2 separate regions of the Macaca mulatta genome follow, and region 1 is linked to region 2. The links are chromatin contacts, called in public Hi-C maps. All regions are on one chromosome and are shown on one strand. The core of a region is the stretch at or near the end of the contact, and the rest is flanking DNA. Distances in the headings are between cores, read along the strand shown.

Region 1 (3,003 bases), core at 361-2,860, 110 kb before region 2:
TGGCGGGCGCCTGTAGTCCCAGCTACTCCGGAGGCTGAGGCAGGAGAATGGCGTAAACCCGGGAGGCGGAGCTTGCAGTGAGCTGAGATCCGGCCACTGCACTCCAGCCCGGGCTACAGAGCAAGACTCCGTCTCAAAAAAAAAAAAAAAAAAAAACTTTTTTTTGCTGTGGAAATTTCCCCACCCCTGAAATATTCTCCAGAACCCAACATATAAAGTAGGAGGGAGGCAGATCCCATTCCTGGGCCTCCCTCCTCCACCCCAGGCCCCAGATGCACCCCCAGGGGTCTCTGAGGACCCGGTAAGAAAACTGCTTCTGCAGTGGGGCACACGTCCCAAAACCAAGGACAGCAAATGAGTTGAAATCCCACTGGCCGAGTTCTTGACTATAGGCAAGGCCCTTTATCTCTCTAAGCATCAGTTTTCTTGAAAAGATTGTCAGGAGGATTACATGAGACGACCTGGTGGAAACAGCCATTGACCGCAGAACCTGCCGGAGTTGCACTGTCCAGCATGGGAACCCTGAGCCACACGTGGCTGGTCCCAGTTGAGATGCGCTGTGAAGTTTAGATTGTACACCGGCTTACAAAACTTAGTAGGAAAAAATAATGTAAAAATATCTCATTAATAATTTTATATTAATTATATGAAGAGATCGATTTTGGATATTCTAGGTTAACTATATTATTAACATTAAAACTAATTTTACCTGCTTTTTTCAGACAGGGTCTCACTTTGTCACCTAGGTTGGAGCACAGTGGAACAATCATGGCTCACTGCAGCCTTGACCTCCCAGGCTCAAAGTGATCCTCCCACCTGAGCCTCCCGAGTAGCTGGGACCACAGGCATATGCCAATATGCCCAGCTTAATTTTTGTATTTCTTGTAAAGATGGGGTTTCACCATGTTGCCCATGCTGGTCTTGAACTCCTGAGCTCAAGTGATCCGCCCACCTTGGCCTTCCAAAATACTGGGATTACAGGCGTGAGCCACTGTGCCCCGCCCTCACCTGTTTCTTTTCACTTTCTAATGCACTACTAGAAAATTCTAAATTATATATATGTCCTTCTACAGAGATGAGGCGGAGGGAGAGGGGTCTCCATTATTTTTTGGTCTATGATGGTGAAGCCTGACATTCTGTCCCAAGGCGAAGAAGGTGGGAGCTGATCAGCCTTATCAGTGATGCCAATGGTAGGGCCAGCACCTGATTTGGAAAAGCAAGTTCAAGGTTTTTCTGATTTATTTAGGCTCTAACTTGATTGGGGTGGCTAACAGAGGTTATGGGGAGGAGCCTAGAGCCCCAAACCCAGACAGGAGATCCGATTTGAATTTCAGATTAAAAAATGAATAATTTTTTAGTACTAAGTTCCTCCCCATAGAGGTCTGTATTTGTTAAGTCTCTGACAAGTCTAGCATGGAGGATCACACCACAGAAAGGAGATGCTAGGTTGAAAAGTAAAAACATCCTAGGATTTAAGAGCATGAGCCTGGAGCTAAGGCTTCTTGGCTTCACAGGATCCACCACTTATAATTGTGCAATCTTCGGACAGTTACTAAACCTCTCTTGGTTTCCATGGTAAAACGGGCATAGTAACTTACTGTATGAGATTGTCACAAGGTTTAATAAGTTACTGCTGCTTACAAGTGCTTTCCTACAGCGGCGTCTGTTTCCCCTTAGCAAGCAACTCGGCTGTGTGTTCTGCAGCTGCTGGTGGGTTCTCTGCTCGCTCTTTGCCCACCCGCGTCAGGCCGGTCCCCCTCCGGCCTCTTCTGTGGCGCGAGGGACAGCGGAAACCGCGGTAGACAGCACCCCCTTGAGTCGAATTCCTCCCCTTTCGGAAGAAGCCGGTTTCTCTTTTCTTTGCTACTCCCGGGCCATTTCTGGGCAACAGCTGCTATTTTCACTTGAGCCCAAGTTAGTTTCTCGGGGAGCTCTGGGGCGCGCACGGGCAGCTCGGTTTGCCCTGCGATTGAGCCGCGGGGTCGCGGCCGGCGCCGGCCTCTCCAATGGCAAATGTGTGCGGTTGGAGGCGAGCGCGAGGCTTTCAGCAAAGGCAGTCGAGTGTTTGCAGACCGGGGCGAGTTCTGTGAAAGCAGATAAAAGAAAACATTTATTAACGTGTCATTACGAGGGGAGCGCCCGGTCGGGGCTGTCGCACGCCCCGCGAAACACTTGGCTCCCTCCAGCTCCGAGAGAGGAGAAGAAAGCAGAAAAGAGGCAGATTCACGTCGTTTCCAGCCAAGTGGACCTGATCGATGGCCCTCCTGAATTTATCACGATATTTGATTTATTAGCGATGCCCCCTGGTTTGTGTGTTACACACACACACGCACACACGGCTCTGGCTCGCTTCCCTCCCTCGTTTCCAGCTCCTGGGCGAATCCCACATCTGTTTCAACTCTCCACCGAGGGCAAGCGGGAGCGAGAGTGTGTCGGGTGAGTGTGCGTCTGTGTTTCCCGGCGAGGGTGCGCGCTCGGCGCCGGGAGCGCGGCCAGCCGGGTCCGGAGGCATCCAGAGGCCGAGAGCCGCCGGGACCCCAGCTCTGCGTCCACTGCCCCGTCCGGAGCTGGACTTCGGGGCCGGGGCCGGGGCCGTGCGCCGGGGACAGGCAGAGCCGGGTCGCGGGCCGCGCGTCCCCCGAGCCGGAGGTAAAAGCGCTCGCGCGCGGAGGGCTAGAGGAGGGCACCTTGGCTGGGCCCCCCGCGCCCCGGGCCCCCGCCGTCCGCTGCTCCCGGCCCGACGCTCCCCGCCCCGAAGCGCGCCCGCCTTCCCTGCGCGGAGGCCGGCGGGCAGGGGGCGGCAGCGCCGTGCCAAGGGGCTGGCTGGGGCAGCGCGGCCGGCCGGGCTGGGGCGATTTAAGAGCGGTTCGGGCGGGGCGCGGAGCCGGACTTTGGCTTGGGCAGCGCGCGGGGCGGGGGCCGGGGGCGGCGGCGGCAGCGGCGGCGGCGCTGGGGGGCGGGGAGGAGGCAGGAGGAGGAGCAGCCGCGCTCGCCTCGGGATGC
Region 2 (2,700 bases), core at 117-2,616:
TACACGCTGAGGCCTCTGTGCCCAGTGCCTTTCTTTCACTTAGCGCCATGTGTTCCAGCTTCACCCCTGGTATCCCATGAATCCGTCCCCCTCATTCCCTGTTATTGCTGAATAGTACCCCGTTGTATGGGTATTGTCACATTTTATTTCGCCATGGCTATTTAAACTGAATACAGTAACATTATAAAGTCAGTTCTTCTGTCACACAAGCCTCATTTCACGTGCTCAGTAGGTTCGTGCATCTGGAGGCCACCGTATCGGACAGTGCAGACATTTACACGGCCACCAATGCAGAAAGTTCTGCCACACGGCGCCCTTCCAGATGGCAATGTCCTGCCACAGGCTGCAGCCCAAGTTTCACTCATTTCATTCATTCACCCGATAGCATTTATTGAGTGCCAGTGTACGTGAAATACAGCAAGCAGGGAACAAAATGACAAAAGTTTCTGCCCTAATGGAGGCAGCATGGCATGCCAAGGCAGGGACACAGACGATCCACAGATAAGCAAAAGAGATGGAGGCCGAGAAGGGCTGCGAAGAACCGTGGAGGAGAGGGCGGGCCAGGGAGTGACGGGAGGCAGGAAGGTGCAGTGACAAAGGGGACAGCCCCTGGGAACGTTAAGCGAAGACCTGAAGCAGGGGAAGGATGGGAACTGAGATCTCAAGCCCCTGCCACCCCAGGTCGGAGACAGGTCAGGCACCCGGTCCCCACTGCCCCTTGCCTCCTCGCCTGTGTTGCAGATTTACAACATGCTGGTTGAGACGGGCGAGCTGGACAACACGTACATCGTGTACACCGCCGACCACGGCTACCACATCGGCCAGTTTGGCCTGGTCAAAGGGAAATCCATGCCGTACGAGTTTGACATCAGGGTCCCGTTCTATGTGAGGGGCCCCAACGTGGAAGCTGGCTCTCTGTAAGTATGGCATCCCCCAGGGATCCAGGGGGCCCCTGGGCCCAGCTCAGGGCTGCAACCGTGCAGCCCAAACCACACCCTGGGTGGCACACAGTTCTGACAGATGAACCCCAGGGCCAACGGAAAGCAATTATGTCATGCATTTCATACCCCTCTGCTGGGGAAGGAGAGGCCAGGGCCGTGAGCACCTGTGGAAGCAGATTGATTGTGGTGTGGCTGTATGCCAGGAAATCCAGGGAGCTGGGCTGTATACGTGTGTGCGCGCACACACGCGTCACCAGCAGGTGGGAACGGCGCTTGGATTTCTGTTCCGGGCTGTATACGTGTGTGCGCGCACGCGCGCGTCACCAGCAGGTGGGAACGGCGCTTGGATTTCTGTTCTGGGCTGGGCGGCCATTGGGCCTGGAGGTTGTCAGGGAGGAATCCCGGACCTCAGCACAGGCAGCTGGTTGTCAGCCGGCATCAGCTGAGCCAGCTCCGGGCAGCAGCACAAAGGGAAATGCTTTTCCCCGCCCATCCTTCCTGGAGGACCACGTGGGCCGCAGCCCTCAGCCAGCAATTCTCCTTGGGTTAACCTTTGAGATGACACGTTCTGGCAGCGAACATGCTGCGTCTGGGGCAGGGGAGCGGACAGGCCGCTGTTCATGGCAGCAGCTTCCTTGGATCGGCTGGGATATTATGGAGACTGGCTCAAATGGGGTTTTTGAAAAGCAGATGTGTTGCTATTAAGACTCTCATTTGGTCTGACTTCTGCCCATGCCCAGATGTGGGAACACACACCCAGCACTCACACAGGGCTGGCTGCAGAATTCCTTCAGAAGAGGCAGACAGTGCAGTGTGGAATTCCAGACTGACATGTTCCCACTGCCTTGGACATTTTGCGAGAATTCCAGGAGGCAGGCTGCATGAGTTCAAGGCCAGAGAAAGTGATGACTGTCTGTTGACCTTATCAGATCATGCCCGTCTTTGGCTCTCAGCACCACCCCCCCCGGAATAAGAGCTGTAATAACGAAAGCCCACGCGTATGGAGTGTCTACTCTTCAGGGCCTGGTCTAAGAACTACATAATGATTCACTGCAGGCCGGGCCCTGTGGCTCACGCCTGTAATCCTAGCACTTTGGGAGGCCCAGGTGGGCGGATCATTTGAGGTCAAGAGTTCGAGACCAGCCTGGCCAACTTGGTGAAACCCTACCTCTACTAAAAATACAAAAATTAGCTGGACATGGTGGCATACACCTGTAATCCCAGCACCCAGGAGGCTGAGGCAGGAGAATTGCTTGAACCCGGGAGGCGGAGGTTGCAGTGAGCCGAGATCATGCCACTGCACTCCAGGCTGGGCGACAGTGAGACTCCATCTCAAAAAAAATTAATAATAATTCATTGCAGCATCACAACAGCCCTGTGACGTGGATGCACATAGTGGCCCCGTTTTACACCCAAGGCCACTGAGGCACAGAGAGGTTAAGTTGCCTGAGGTGACAGAGCAAGTAAGGGAAGGGGCTGGGGCTTGAAGCCAGGCAGTGTCTATTCCCATGTGCCACACCTGTCAGAAACCTCAAACCATCCCTGAGAACAGAAAGCATCTGACCCACTGAGGGCTCTACAAACACTGACACTGGGGGTTTGGTCAGCCTTGGCATCTGTGATCTGACTCATAGGACCCAAAACCCCATCCCACATGGTCAAGAAAAAGAGAGTGCTCATGTCAGGTTTGGGACCAAAGACACACAGTATCTGTCAGCCAGGACTCCTTTGGTTGCAAGCAGAAACGACCTTTGAACCA

The links. A called contact is a pair of places that touch in the nucleus more often than the background predicts.
Region 1: a contact with region 2 is called in a Hi-C map of fetal cortex germinal zone, with 4 times the contacts expected there. The contact joins the promoter of SULF2 here to the enhancer-like site in region 2. A contact is called at or near these places in 4 of 14 Hi-C or Micro-C datasets (cortical neurons, fetal cortex germinal zone, fetal cortical plate and 1 more).

What each region holds. Positions count from the first base shown.
Region 1 is chr10:100,608,582-100,611,584 of T2T-MMU8v2.0, reverse strand. SULF2 (sulfatase 2) reads left to right here and starts at 1,610. Exons shown (of 20, transcript XM_028828493.2): 1 at 1,610-2,436. The coding sequence starts at 2,297.
Region 2 is chr10:100,503,192-100,505,891 of T2T-MMU8v2.0, reverse strand. SULF2 (sulfatase 2) reads left to right here. Exons shown (of 20, transcript XM_028828493.2): 7 at 742-917. Among named protein-coding and RNA genes, the nearest start is that of SULF2, 110 kb to the left of the region's middle. Within about 2 kb of position 1,366, at least 10 of the 40 cell types and tissues checked have an H3K27ac peak or open chromatin away from gene starts, as enhancers often do. A contact at or near this core is called in fetal cortex germinal zone, where this site is marked.